Regions from separate parts of the Mus musculus genome. Here region 2 is linked to region 1. The links are chromatin contacts, called in public Micro-C maps. All regions are on one chromosome and are shown on one strand. Each heading gives the region's core, a stretch centred on a gene start, on an enhancer-like site or on the middle of the called end of the contact. The rest is flanking DNA. Distances are from core to core; before and after follow the strand shown.

Region 1 (2,782 bases), core at 188-2,687:
AGAAGCAAGATTAGGGCCTGAGGTGTCCTAATCATTACTCTAATTTGAATAAAAGGTAGCTCTGCCTTCCAAGAAACATTCTCTAGTCCCGTATAAGGCACTAGAGTTTAGCTAGAGGCTGAAGGGCCAGCCCTTCCTCAATCCTGGCTGAATTTGCTAGATAAGGACCCTGATGTTTTTCTGAAACCACCACCGAATCATCCAGAAACACAAGATGCATGATTTGTGATCTGCCAGGCTACCCTTTTTGCCTAAGAATATTTCTGAGTAGAAAGAACAATGACAAAAGCATGAAAAATTATTGGCCAAACACGACGGTCCTGTCCTTTCTTTTGGCTTTCAAGGCAAGAGGAAAAAATCATATTTTCGTGCAAACTCCTGTTTTAAAATTGTTTTTTAAGTGTATTTATACATACATTTGGAGTTTGGAACATATTTCTCTTAGAAGTCCTTTCCCCATCCCCCAAGTCACAACTCGGGTAAGATGGCTCAAGCCCCAGGATTCATCTGGTGAAGAGATAACTGAACTGGTTCGCAAAAGTTATCCCCTGAACTTCACTCTCGCACTGTGGCATGGGCGTGCACACACACACAAAAGTAAATTACAATGTAAAAAAATAAATAAATAATAAAAAATTAAAAAGATGATTGCCCAGGTTCATTCAAATGCTTCTATATTCCTCGGCTAGGTGACACTGGGCAATAAACTCAACCTCTCTGAGCCTTCCGTTCCTCCTCTGTACCTCTACTGCCCCGCACCCCTGCCTTAGTCTCAAATGAATGTAGCGTCATCACAAACACCCACTAGCAGCTTGCGGAGGCCTAAAAGTGGCCAAGTCTATGAGGTCCTTCCCCATCTGGGCAGCAGGCTGGTAATGAAGGAAGTTGCTTGATGTGATTCTTTGCAGATGAACTCTGTCAAGAGAAGAGAAGCCCCAAATACGCGTGTCAGAGACACACAGCAAGGAGATATACAGAGCATGAATCGGGGAAAGAAATCACAGAGGCAGAGAAGTCAAGGCTGCTGCAAAGAAGAGGTGGGTAGGGGCGTCTGCTGGATAAATCAGCACAGGGACCCGAGGGGTTTGAAAGTGGCGAGAACTTGAAGGGACTTGGGCAGGGTGAATCTGAAAGGTGTACTTGGAAGCTTTCAGTGGAAAAAGATCCTGATAACAAGACGCGCGCAGAGATGGCAGAGGAAGTAGTTGGGATTGTAAGCGGAAGTAGGGGCCTCTGAGCATCTAAAAGCTTAGGGTGGAATAAAGTTAGGGGGCCTCGGAGCATAAAGTTAGGGGGCCCTGAAACTGGGGTCGAGTGACTACCGGAGGCGCAGGTTGCGCACGGGGTCCCGGGAGCGATACACGGCCTCGCCGGTGTCAGTGCTCCAGACCGCTTCCGCCATGACAGCTGCTTCGCGCTGCGACCGCGCCGGAAAGCGTGGTGCCTCGTTCCCCTGGCAACGGAGACGCTGGCTTCTTAGGCAAGGGAGGCGCTGCGCGCGCAGCTCTCCACGTCTGCGGGAGCCAGTCCCTAGCCTGGCAGCGGGACCCTCAGCTGTCCTGTGTGAGTAAAGCTCACCTCCACCCAAGGTGAAAGTTGGTGCACTGCACAAAAGAGAAAACCGCCATCAGCTACTTTGTTTAGGTGCAAAAATGGTGATGGTGGCCAGAACCAGGTGACCTGAGTCCTTACTTTCTGATCAAACACTGCCTTCCACTGAACATTTGAAAACTTCGGCCTAGGGGGCGTGGAGAAATGGCTTAGTGGTTAAGAGGTTAGTGACTGGACTTTCAGAGGAACTAGCAGGCCCAGATGGCCACTCACACCTGTCTCTACTCCAGTTCCAAAGGGTCAGACACCTTGCCGCCTTACAGTACACATGTGTTGCACAAACATGTTCACCATTATGCATAAAATAAATTTAAAAAAATTTAAGGAGAGAAAACTCAGGCCTAAACAGTTGGTGGATATGACTAAAAGGACATGCAAACAAAAATTAAAAAACAGCCGGGCAGTGGTAGCGCACGCCTTTAATCCCAGCACTTGAGAGGCAGAGGCAGGCAGATTGCTGAGTTCGAGGCCAGCCTGGTCTACAGAGTGAGTTCCAGGACAGCCAGGGCTATACAGAGAAACCCTGTCTCAGGAAAAAGAAAAGAAAAGACAGGAAAAGAAAAGAGAAAGAAGAAGGAGGAGGAGGAGGAGGAGGAGGAGGAGGAGGAGGAGGAGGAGGAGGAGGAGGAGGAGGAGGAGGAGGAGAAGAAGAAGAAGAAGAAGAAGAAGAAGAAGAAGAAGAAGAAGAAGAAGAAGAAGAAGAAGAAGAAGAAGAAGAAGAAGAAGAGAAAGAAAGAAAAAGAAAAAAAGAAAGAAAACATTCCTGGAAGAAAAAAAACCTGTGGGGCAGGTATATTAGTAGTTTTGTTGGTATGCACTGAGCCAGAGAAATAAAAAACAAGGAAGCCAGCAGAAAGGAAGGAAAGGGTGTTTTCCCTGGGGCATGTTGGTTCTGGATTATTAACCAGTTAAGACTCCGAGCCAGCCCCTGAAAAACCACCAGAGTGACATTCAGAAGTCATGGTTCACTGGCACATCCAAGGAAAGATGGTATAAGTTTAATTCCGGCAGTTTGGCAATATCAATATTGACAATTAGTATTTGACGGTTGCTACTTATTCATCCGAATAAGCAATTGTTGCCTGGCCTGGGACATTTCATGGCCATCCGATTATAGAGCAGAGAAATCATGAGCACCTAACTATTCATTGTGTGCACTAAGAACTCACCA
Region 2 (2,782 bases), core at 172-2,671, 770 kb before region 1:
GCTTTTGAAATTCCCTGTAGTTTATGGAGGCGAGCCTGTGCCTTGCGGATGCCAGATGATGTAGCCGAATGGCTGTCGGCTGTTTATTTGCTAGTCTGTCGTTCTCAACACAGCATTCTTGAGTTCGGGAGGCCCTACACTGTTTGATGTCCCCTCCTCCTCCACCTCTAAATATAACCAGCCAGTCAATCAGTCTTGGCAGCCGTCGGGGCTAGGGCTGTCAGACGGAGTTTGCCTTGGATCCTCTGAACTATTGGCTTGTTTTCCCAGCTTGCAAGTGTATTCAAATAGTGAGATTGGAATTAGCCTTGCAAACATGCCGGCAGGTGGGGCCTCCAGGTTGAGAAGGAGGCAGCGTTTGTGGTGTCAAATGACATTTCTCTCTCCTCCACTCTCTGAAGTGGAGCAGGGGCTGAGTTGAGCGAGGGAGTGGTGGCTTTCACGCTTAGTGAGCAAGATGCGTGGGTGTGTTTTCCTGAATTGTGATTAAATTTTTTTTTCTTTTAAATTTTAAGTTGTTGCAAGAGAGAAAATGAGAAACCGGCAGGTGGTGGGGATTACTCGAAGGCTGTGTTGGATGGAGGAGGAGTACAGATGTAGTTTGGGGAGGGGTGTTTTCCCAGGGTATTTCAAGTGGACTCTGAGGCTCCCATCCTGGCCAGGGTTCTAGGTCTTCAGAAAGGACACAGCTTCCTGAACGGGAACAGCCCTTCCTGCTGCTGCCCTGAGGCTATTCCTGTAGGCTAGGAACAGTGTGGCTCCCAGTCCCCCCCCCCCCCCCCGAGGCTTGTTAAAGGGACCTGTGGGTAGCTGCCCGAAGATGCTAAATCCCAACCTGAAAGGCACCAGGGAGAAGCCTTGCACACACATTGCCATCCCTCTCACGCCCAGTTGCTTTTACCTGGAGCTTCATTGAAGGATGCAGTTGCGGTTGTCTGTGGCATGGCCTGGGCACATGGGTCCCTGCACTTCCGCCAACTGTGTGGTACCCTGTAGGCCTGGGCAGCTCTGTGATTGGTGCCAGCAGCAGATGCAATCATCCAATGATGGGCATCCACACTGGGTTCTGTAGGGTTCCGGGTCTTTAGCTGAGTTTAGAGAGGAAGAAGTTAAAGCAGCTCACCCAGGTCCTAGGGGCTCCTGCAGCCCAGAGTTGTCCTATACATGAATCTTCCAGAGGAGTTGCTTTGTGGTCCAGGACCCCTGGTTATCCATGACACCCTTGCATGGGATCTGTAAAGATAATTTTTTTTTCCATAAGAATTCTAAGATCGGTCTTTCATGGATATACAGTGGAATTTTCCAAAGGAAATCTCTACCAAGGATTTCCATCTTGGGCTGCCTCCTGGTCATTTGGTGACATAGTGCTGAATGCTGAGAAAACTTGTCCTAGGTAGGACCTGCTTCGATCCCCTGGTGGACTGTTGGTGTTGGTGCTGGTGTCTTGGGTTAATTTTTTGTGATCGTCGAGGGAGGACACCCCAGAACGTCAACGGGCATCAGTCACCAGCCTTGTTGTTAACTGTGCTTCCTCCTCTGTCACGGGGAGGAGTGTGGGTTCTGAGCAGCTGTGTGCTACAGAGCACTGTAACCCTGAGAGAGGTGGTGACCTCTCTGATCCCCTGCAACCCCTACAAATAGAGCAGGCAAGAAACTGCTGAACAGACAGACATGTGGGCCTCTGCCAGAGAGAGGGGCCCTCCCATTACTGAGTAATTTGTTTTGGGTTAGTCCCCCGAGAGATGGGGGGGGGGCAGGGGCGTGTAGCACCTTCTCAGTTGCTTCTGGCTTTGCAAAGGGACATGATGCAATGCTCACACAAGATGTCAATTAGCTCTGAACTGGGAAGGAAGGGATGAGAGGGCCCAGCCTGTGCCTGGGTAGGGTGCCATTCTGTGAGTTCCTTCATTTCATGTGCTCCTGCGAGCAGAATCTGATACCAAGGATAACAGATGAACAAAAGGGGGGGTACCTTCATTTGTGTCAGGCTGGGCAGGCTTCCTTTCTGGTCTCAATACTGTATCTACAGTGTCCCTAGAGAATGATGGGACTGTGATCTGGAGGGGTTCAGAGGAGAAAGGAGCCAGGGTAACCCTCACCCTCCCTTAACAAGAATAGAAGACAGTAAAGGGCCCCAGAAATAAATAATTGTTAACCAGACTGATTAATCAATAGACTAATTAAAAATCAAACACCTAAGAACACCACGGTCTGGGTTAATTATAAACCAACATTGAGGCGTTAAAACTTGTCCAGCCCATGGCTTTGAATTATTAACTGAATGAGTTAATTTCAAGCCGTCAGCTTAGGTAGCTGTGAGATCCAGGGTTAGAAGGAGGGGAGTTAGTGTGCCCTTTCCTTCGAGGGCCCGCTTTGGCGCCACGATCTTTATCAGTGTTGCTGTTTGCATTTTAAATCAAAATATCCTAAATGTTAGGCAGAGCCTCACACGCTTCAGTAAACTGTGCCGAAGGAGCAGAGCGAGCCAGCAAGAGTTGGCCTACGCTTTTCTTTCCTGTTGAAAGAACGACCGGTCTTAGTATCCCAGCATTCCAGTGGGAGAAAGGGCTCTGATGAATGCTTTCGGTTTGCAGTGATGACCACCCCCCCCCCCCCGCCCCCAATCCTGGCCCCAGCTCTGGCCCTGGCCCCGGCCCCTGTCTTGGTTGCTCTTTAGTGTGTTGGTTGCTCTTTAGTGTATTTTTTTTTCCTCTTTCTGAGATCAAGGTCTAGGCGTGGGTTCTCAGAAGTCTCCCCTGACCACCTGCTCTGATTTGAGACC

The links. Hi-C and Micro-C count contacts between places; a contact is called where the count stands out from the background.
Region 2: a Micro-C map of embryonic stem cells shows a contact between it and region 1, with 6 times the contacts expected there. The contact joins the promoter of 0610039H22Rik here to the promoter of Mks1 in region 1. A contact is called at or near these places in 2 of 39 promoter capture datasets (hippocampal neurons and pre-B cells), 1 of 484 Hi-C or Micro-C datasets (embryonic stem cells) and 1 of 115 datasets of contacts at active chromatin or transcription factors (bone marrow-derived macrophages).

Annotation. Positions count from the first base shown.
Region 1 is chr11:87,851,870-87,854,651 of GRCm38.p6, reverse strand. It overlaps Mks1 (MKS transition zone complex subunit 1), which reads right to left and starts at 1,437. Exons shown (of 18, transcript NM_001039684.3): 1 at 1,323-1,437; 2 at 806-915. The coding sequence starts at 1,402.
Region 2 is chr11:88,617,890-88,620,671 of GRCm38.p6, reverse strand. 0610039H22Rik (RIKEN cDNA 0610039H22 gene) reads right to left here and starts at 1,421. Exons shown (of 3, transcript NR_131025.1): 1 at 902-1,421. All of the region lies in intron 5 of Msi2 (musashi RNA-binding protein 2), which reads left to right.